Regions from separate parts of the Danio rerio genome. Here regions 1 and 2 are each linked to region 3. A link is a contact called in public HiCAR-type and Micro-C data. All regions are on one chromosome and are shown on one strand. The core of a region is the stretch at or near the end of the contact, and the rest is flanking DNA. Distances in the headings are between cores, read along the strand shown.

Evidence for each region. A called contact is a pair of places that touch in the nucleus more often than the background predicts. HiCAR-type assays count read pairs that join an accessible place to other places.
Region 1: a HiCAR-type map of caudal fin shows a contact between it and region 3, with 4 times the contacts expected there. The contact joins the promoter of si:ch211-39i2.2 here to the promoter of hars in region 3. A contact is called at or near these places in 2 of 4 datasets of contacts at active chromatin or transcription factors (caudal fin and embryo).
Region 2: a contact with region 3 is called in a Micro-C map of caudal fin, with 6 times the contacts expected there. The contact joins the promoter of brd8b here to the promoter of hars in region 3. A contact is called at or near these places in 2 of 18 Hi-C or Micro-C datasets (caudal fin and an unstated tissue) and 2 of 4 datasets of contacts at active chromatin or transcription factors (gastrula embryo and pancreas).

Annotation. Positions count from the first base shown.
Region 1 is chr14:8,283,451-8,286,580 of GRCz12tu, forward strand. si:ch211-39i2.2 reads right to left here and starts at 1,320. Exons shown (of 2, transcript NM_001258317.1): 1 at 1,093-1,320. The coding sequence starts at 1,249.
Region 2 is chr14:8,236,908-8,239,805 of GRCz12tu, forward strand. brd8b (bromodomain containing 8b) reads left to right here and starts at 1,441. Exons shown (of 19, transcript NM_212777.2): 1 at 1,441-1,525.
Region 3 is chr14:7,916,077-7,919,127 of GRCz12tu, forward strand. hars (histidyl-tRNA synthetase) reads left to right here and starts at 1,653. Exons shown (of 13, transcript NM_001302262.1): 1 at 1,653-1,808. The coding sequence starts at 1,719.

The DNA.
Region 1 (3,130 bases), core at 70-2,569, 370 kb after region 3:
AGATAGATAGATAGATAGATAGATACGTGGTTTAATGGTTTCAAATATTTGTCCATAAACCTAGATTTTATACAAGTATTTTATGGGTTATAAACATTGTTTAGTACATATTTAATATAACCAAATAGTAATCATATATTATAATAATAATACTTTTTTTTGTATTGAGGTGAAGTATTGTATTCAAATGTGAAATTTTATATTCGCACATTCTTTCATTGACAACTTGTGAAACTGTTCTTATATTGCTTACCATGGTACTAGATATTTAATAAGTTTGGTCTGAAATCGCTTACAAGTATGACTTCAAAATCAACATAAGCACGATTTATTTGACTGAACAATTTTGTATTTTGATAGTCATTGGCTGTTAGCATGATTTCTCTATTTAAAACTAGCAAAACAATACTTTTCTTAAATTATATTTAGAAAAAGTTAGGGCGTGTAAACACCGATGACTTGCTTTCGATCATTTTGTTTTCAGTTAGGTTAAAGGATTATGTTGAGGTAGTTTGATTTTCGTTTTTGTTATTTTCTTTTCTTTCAGCACCACTTTGTCCTCCCCTGCATGGTTTATTATTTTTGGATTATTTTGGTTATTATAAAAGTTGCATATAATTAATTTTCGTTGTTGTTATCTATATTATTCTTCTTTATCATTACTATTTTCTGTTTAGCTTTGATTTTTGTACTATAAATTATCTTTTTGGCCGTATTTTGCTTGATGCAAGGTTCTTCTCCCATATTACACAAAACTGTCACAATATAAATGTTATTTACTTCAATACCTAGTCTAACATCAAGAGGTCGTAACAGTCAGAATATAAAACCAACTTTACCCCAATTTTTGTGTGTACGAAAAAAAAAATCAAATGTGTAACGAGTAGCTAAATTACAAAACTTCACGTTTGGGTGAACTATACAGTCATTGTGATTCCCAGTCTCCCCTCAATTTTGAAATCCAATATTTAAAACCAACATACAAAGTTAAAACTTTTGGCGTTATATTACAAAATGTTTAGCGACTGTGCCAACATGAGCCAGTTTCCCCAATAGTGTTTTTCATTATACTTCAGGAGTGAGTGAACTTACTGGAGAAGCTTTGTGCCTTCATGAGTCTACCGCAGTGCTGGAGCGGCTCTCCGTCTCCTCTGAGCCCCGGGATGAGGCTTAGGTCCTCCGCCAGCGTTAGGTTTTCCGGCTCATTCCTGACGGACATGCCGAACACCAGAGCTTGTGTATAGACCATTTTAGCGTGATTTCCTCCGACTGTTTCCCCGAGACCTCACCTAACTCTTCCACTGACGGTTTCTTTGTTTCTTCCATGAATGCGTAAGGTTGAGAAGCGCCGTCTTCCTCCTAGCTGCCGGGTTATATACTGAGCAGTGAGCGCTGTTGTTGCATCAGCTGGAGATTGTGGGATGGGCGACATGATGAGAACACGTGACCATCGTCAGACTACTAGAGTACATGCAACATTACTACTTCTTGCGTTTATACTGCTGATTGTATTGTGTTGTATTATTCATTCGTTTTCTTTCGGCTCAGTCCTTTTTATTCATTAGGGGTCACCGCAGCGGAATGAACCGCCAGTATTGTGTCCCTGGCAGAAAATGCCAGGGACATGCACACTTCTGACTGTCTAGAAATAAACCAAAAAGAATAATAATAATAAAAAAAGAACAATTTGTATTATTCTGGCATTGTAAATCATGATGTAAATCATTTAGGTAATCTTAACGGACCTAAAACATTAAAAGTTTAGTATGATTTACCATCAGACATTTTTTAGAGTTATCTGGTTTCAACTATATGACGTACTTTATAAAAAATAATGATTACAGTTTTAGGTTTTAGAAGTGTAACGGATGCTTGCTAGTGCTTGTTATCATAATGCCATATATAATTTTTCTGGGTTTTAATGATCTAATCTTAAGTAGATACTCATTAGAAAAATGTATCTATAAGTTCTATAAAACATGTGTTGTTAAGTTTAAAAAAATAAAAAAAATTATATATATATATAATTTGTTAATGACAAAACACACCAATGTAGCCTATAGTACTATATAGCCAAGTGATTTCCAGTAAGTATGAAATGTGATTATTCACAGGTGAGATTCACATGACCAGAAAGGCAGCCAGTAAAATCCAGTTTAGCGGCCCTTTCAACTTAAAGGAACAGTTCACCCAAATATGGCTGTCTCTTACTCTCCATTGATTTCAATTGTTAAGTCAGCGTGGACCAGCAAAGGCTTGTTTTGTGTTTGAATGAGAAGGATATTTATGGTTTGGAATCATCTTAAGACAAGGTTTTACAATTATTCTTAATAGTCACCCACTTTGGAAAAAAATCAAGCAAAAACATGTCTAGAGTAAAAGCATGCAGTGCGTCACTAGAATGAGTCTGTAATTGTTACGAAAGAAAAAAAAAAAAAAACCCGTAGCTATCACCAATGTCTAGGTTGCTATAATATATAATACACAGAACATTTAGCTGTTTGCAGCAGATCCTCTGAAAATAGCTTTGACTTATAGCCTCAGTCTTTATAAAAAAAAATGAACTAAATAACTTATTTAATCTCATTACATTATTTTCATGTAAACATTCACTGAAAAGAGTGATATCTTCTGTTGCTTTGTGTGCTAAATTTAAACAAATTAAATAATGTAACTTGTTTAAACTCAACCCAAATAAATTCTTTGCAAACACTTGAAATGGAAATCCAATGAATTATCTTTCAATATATTTTTTTCTTTTAATAATAGTATCTCAAAAGAATACAATGTGTTGCTGTTGTCAAAAAAAGCCGTATGCCTAATCAGAATTGCTCATTAATTTCGCACGCAATTTCAAAGAAACACAATGAATTAAACATGAAAATGTGCTGTGTTAAATCGTAATGGCATTTACTTTTAGGAATAAAATGACGCCAGGAATAACCATGTTTTTTTTTTACCTCTACTTTTACTTGAGTTGATTGTTTTAATGGTAAACGTGATTGAGGCAAATTTACAAAGGCGTTTACATTTAGAAATAAAATGATGCCAGAAATAATGTTTTTCACCTCAATTTTTCGCTTGAGTTTATTGTTTCAACTGTAAACGCGAATGAGGCTAAATAACAAAG
Region 2 (2,898 bases), core at 191-2,690, 320 kb after region 3:
AAAAATAGAAGTAATGACTGCAGGTTGAAGGAAAGTAGTAGAGTAAAGGTACAGATACTGCACTAAAAATGTACTTAAGTGAGAGTAAAAGTTCACATTTTTAAAACTATTCAGTAAAATACAACTCCTGAGAAAAAGTAACTAATTACAGTAATTTGAGTATTTGTAATCAGTTACTTTACACCACTTCATTTAATTTACATATTAATACATCATTATTCATGTACAGTTATTGTAAAGTGTGTTTAAATAAAATTACATTGGGGACAACCTTCATGTTTTTTAGATTAGGTTGTGAAAATGCTGTTATAAGCTAGGTAATAAGCTGATTAGATCACTGTAATTGGCATAAAAGATAAGCAAAGATGATTAAAAGTATGGTTCTGATTGCATAAACAGTTGCTGCCGCATTAAAATGTAATTGCCAACTAATGCACTGCAGTGTTTGCCAGGTTAGGCCTAATGTTAGAGTTGCTGGAGTTATTTATTTTGCCTGACAAAGGCACATTCACTACAGGTTTATCCTGATAAATAGATTCTGCTGACAAAATGCTTATATTGTAATGTTAACGGTAGCACCTCCTGACAAATAAGCACATTTCCTCTGACAAGTATGCCTGCTTAAACTATAGCTAGATCATCCCAGGTGGTTTGATCCTTTTAGAATTATTGCTTTTTATTAAGTACATTAGAATATTGCTGTCAAATCAATGCGGATATCGCCTCAGTGCGAACTCATTAGCAATGATTTCGAAACTAATTACAGAATAGGTCCCCTAACAGGAGGAACCTTGGTGTGCTAGCCCTATATTTCAGTAATCACAACTATGATGACTGAGAACATTTTTATAAGCGGTTTACATTCCAATAAAACGAATAAAAAAGTATAGGTGTCTCATATTGTGCTGATTTTGAGGTAAGCAAGTTCAGGGCTCTCGATAAGAGTGAGTTATGGCCAGCGTTCATTTTGTGGTGAGCTGCTGACACCTGGTGGCTGTAAAAGAAACTACGTTATTAATGCTTCATGAAGTAACTTGAGTCAAACTTATTAAAAAGTTTGTTCATCATCGTGAAGTAAATGTAAATCTCATTTGATTTGTGATCTCGTCGTAATTTTATAACGAACTCCAAGAGGGTCACCATCCCAGTTGCTCAAAGAAGATTATTAACATAACAACAACAACAACAATAGTACAAATAATAATAATAAAAACAATAACAATAATAATAATTATTATTATTATTGTTTATAATGTATATTATTAACTTACACATATATAAATAAAACTATAACATGTAGATATAAATATTTAATCATAAAATTGCATTACGTACACGGTGAAACCAGAGAAGGCTAGCACACGTGACCTGCCATTCTCCAATCATCATCTGTACACGCGCTCGCGGCCTGGGTCACCTCATGTTCACCCCTTAATGAGTGTGACGTCAAATTGATGGACCCTAAACCTGGCGAGAGACATCGACAGTCCGGGCGCCGACGAACTAAAAAGAAACACAAAAGAAGGTAAGTTTATAATCATTTTGTTTATTTTGAAACTTTTTTGTTGTATATTGAGGTCTTGATTGGTGTTAATGTCGGTAACGTTAATTTAACCGCGCTAATGTTATCTGCCGTTCGGCCTTAAACTCAATCTACGATTCCGTGTTTCTTTATGAAATGTGTTATATATAACATACAAAATGCCAATAATAGACAAATAATGCAAATAATCATTTACTAAGACGGTTTTGTTGTTGTTGTAAACGAGCCTGTTAGGCGATTGAGGTAAAGCTGTCTTTATTCGCACATTCTCCTTAATAATATAATATAAGAAAAGTATTACTTGCAAATTCTAAATCGGGAAATTATATGATCAGCCAATGACTATCGAAGTACAACATTGTTCGCAGTCAACTAGATAGTGGTAATGAAGTCATGCATGCGATGTCAGTCCGAATAACTTATTTAACGTTAGTGTAAGGCCCCTCGACGCATGTGCCATTATAAAACCAACTTTACCTCAATTCTCACTACTCACTGAAGGAATTTGGGTTTATATTATCAACTTGTGTCCCTGTATTGTTTGTCATCACCACGCTACGTCGAATGTTTGTTTGAAATTGCAAGCAAAACTGAATTTAAAACAACATTAGCACAATTTAAATGACTGTGAACAAAGTTATACTTTGACATGGCTGCTAATACGATTTCCCTATTTAGAATTTGCTAACAAAACTTTGCTGAAGTGCTAATGTGCGACTATAAAATATAATTTACCTCAGTAATCACTGCGTCCGTTTCCGTTGCACAAAGGCAAACATGTCGAAGTAACTTAACGTTAACGTTAGATGTTGTTACTTTATTCAAAGGGTAAACTTTCAAACATCTCCGGCTAAGTTTAGTTACTTCAAATATTAATTCACAAACATTTTTAAGAACATGTTTAAAGACGCACAGATAATAGATTAACGTTATTTGTGCGTCTTTAAACATGGTTATAAAAATAGATTAAAAAACACATTAAAATAGGAAAATAATTATAGGCTGTTTAATAATTATAATACGGTTTCATTAATTATAATACGGTTTTATTGAACGGACACATGATGTACTACAAAATAACAAGTTTATACTAAGTTACATTTATTAACGTTACAGGTAAGTAGTTTGAGTTGGAGGACCTTTAAATCCCTGGATTCAAGTAATCAACGTGTTAGAAAAGCTTTCTTTTAACGAATTTAACGTTAAATCAAACTAAAATGTATAATTATATATTTTTTAATAATAACATACATTCTACAGACTTAAATCATTTAATGTAACAACCCTCACATGAATTATGATAATATTTGTGAATCTTTTGTATCTTAAAGACTAAAAACTAGTACATTGTACTT
Region 3 (3,051 bases), core at 403-2,902:
GACAACATGAAGGAATTGTGTGAAACCCTACATTTTTTACTGTGTAGTTATTGAGTTAGTGTTTATAAGCTCACGGCTCTGATGGTAAAATCGTTCAATAGTATCTGAATGCAGCCTTTATGATGCAAGCTGAGATTGCATTTCTAGTGACATCACTGTGAGGGGTAGGGTTGGATGAGCTCATTTTAAAGCAATGCATGCAGCTCAGATCTCAAATCATGTGAAGTGTTTTTACTTGCTCACAGTGAGTAGCTGTAGATCCCAGTTGTCAAATTCAGTTCCTGGAGGGCTGCAGCTCTGCACAGTTTAGTTCCAACCCTAATTAAACCCACCTGATCAAACTAATTGAGTCCTTCAGGCTTGTTTGAAAGAAATCTATAGGTTAGAATGTTGGAGCTGGGTTTGAACTAAACTGTGCAGGGCTGTGGCTCTCCAGGAACTGAGTTTGACAGCCCTGCTGTAGAGAAATACATACCGTACATGAAATTTGTTTAAACAAAACGACAAACAGAAATTTAGAGGAAGCATTCATGTGACTTATTTAAAATTATAATATTTGATTAACATTTATCATATTATCAGTAATATATTTATTATCTAAAAATGTATTTAAAAATTAAGCTTGATAACTGAAATTAATTTTAAAAAGACATACAGACAAAAATTTTATTTGATATAAAATTTATTCAAATATTACAGATTACAGAATATAATTATGAAGATTTATGTATTACAAATTTAAAACTAGCTTTAGCACTGCATTATTCTAAAATACTATGACCAATACTACTACAAATATTAACAATTATTATTATTATTATTATTATTATTATTATTATTATTATTTGAGTTAGTAGTAAAAGTAGTAAATATTATCCACAAAATATTTTATTATACGAAATTATTATTATTAATAATAATAAAATAGTAATAATAATATAATTTTTTATAACATTTTGTTTCAACAACAACAACAACAACAACAAAAAGAAGAAAAATAAAAATAAAAAGAAAAATAAGAATTGTTAATATTATATAACAACCACAAACATGTTTTTTAACAAAAGCAATAATAAGTTGTTATAACTACACACACATTATGTAATAAACAAAATAAATAATAATAATAATGAAATATTTTTGTTAAACAAAAGCAACAACAACAACAAAAACAACAACAACAATAATAATGATAATAATACAAATTAATAATAATAATAACAACAACAACAATATTATTATTATTATTCTTATTATTATTATTATTATTATTATTATTAATTACTATTTGTGGTGGTAGTAATATTGGTATATAATAACCACACAAGCATTATGTAATAAACAAAACAAACAAACAAACAGATAAATAAATAAATAAATAAATAAATAAATAAATAAATAAATAAATAAATAAATAAATAAATGAATGAATGAATGAATGAATGAATGAATGAATGAATGAATAAATAAATAAATAAATAAATAGATAAATAAATAAATAATGTTCTCATTTACTTAACTGTATTCAAAATCTTACAAAATCTTAAACTAGCAATTCATTTTAATGTTTTCTTTTTTATTTTGTTTTATTTATGCCATGACTCGCCCTCTAGTGTTCCTTTGAGCAGGCGCACTAGCGACGTCAAACGCCTGCGACGGCGCCCGCAGTATCTGCAGTTCGGTCGCAGGTTCTTCATCGGCTGTGTTTCTGGAGCACCATGGCCGATAAAGCACAGCTGCAAGAGGCGATTAAAACACAAGGAGAGGTGGTCAGAAAACTCAAAAGTGAGAAAGCGAGCAAAGAACAGGTCAGTATGAACTCTGAGATGTTTATTTCAACGCCTAATGAAGAAACACATGGTGTGGTCAATGGCTGCTACCGAATCATTCATATGAGATGATGCATGGATGTTTAGATCACATCAGTATGGCAGGCTATGAGCTCTTTTAGTAAATGTGTTTGCTTTCAGTGTCATTATTTAAGATATGAAGTAATGTTCATTCACCTTAGACATGCGGCATGATGACGCTAACCGTTAGCCTGCTGATGCAATCTCTCTGTCATGGTGGACGTCAATAATACAGCATGTAACATTTAAATGGATACATTAAAAATAATATTTATTTGTATTAATCAGCAGTAGTGGATGTTGGGGTAAGAATGAATATCAGAAAGTACCGGTGTCCATTGACATTAATCACGTGATCTCTGTCAGATCAAGCGCTGAGGCGTATAGTTATAAATGTGGGTTTATAACATATCTATAATCCAGAATCATTAAAATGTAAGTTAAAAATACACATATTAATGAATAAAAGTTTGGAGAAATTGGGGTAAATCCGGGTTTTTTTGGTCCAAGGGACCTCAAGGGCTTTTTGAAAATAATAATAAAAGTAGTAGTAGAAGTAATAATAGTAATTTATATTGTTATGTTGCTATTATTATATTAATATTATGATTATGAACAATAATAAATTATTCTATGAATGCACACACTCTGTGTGTGATTGTATTAACACGTAAAAAAAAAAAAAAAACATTTTAGAAAGGGGGTCTGTGGCATTTGAAAGTTTGAAACACTCGTTTTTAATTTATACAGAAATGCGCATTTGTGACAGAAGGGCCTTTATTTGGTTAAACTGTGAGTTTTGGCGTGATTCTGGGGCTGCTGGTAGATTTTGACGGCCTCCTCTCGTGTTTTGCCTTCTCGTTGCTGTGATGCCTCTCTTATGGGCCCCTAGTGACTGGGTTGCTCACCACTTTTCTCCTGTTCTTCCTGCTTGTTCCACGGATTCCACCGCCACCGCCATCATCACCGTCATCACTGCTCTCCTGGATTATCTGGGCTGTTTGTGGGATTGGATGCTTCACCTGTGAACTCTGTTGGACTGTCTGGTATTGTGACATTGGTGTGTGTGTGTGTGTTTGGACTGTTGATAATGGCCGCTCTGGGACTGGTCTCCATGCGCTTGTGTGCTGGACTCATGGGTCGTCGGTCTGCTGTGCGTCTGCATTCCCTGCGTGTCTGTTCTGGGATGACCATATCACAG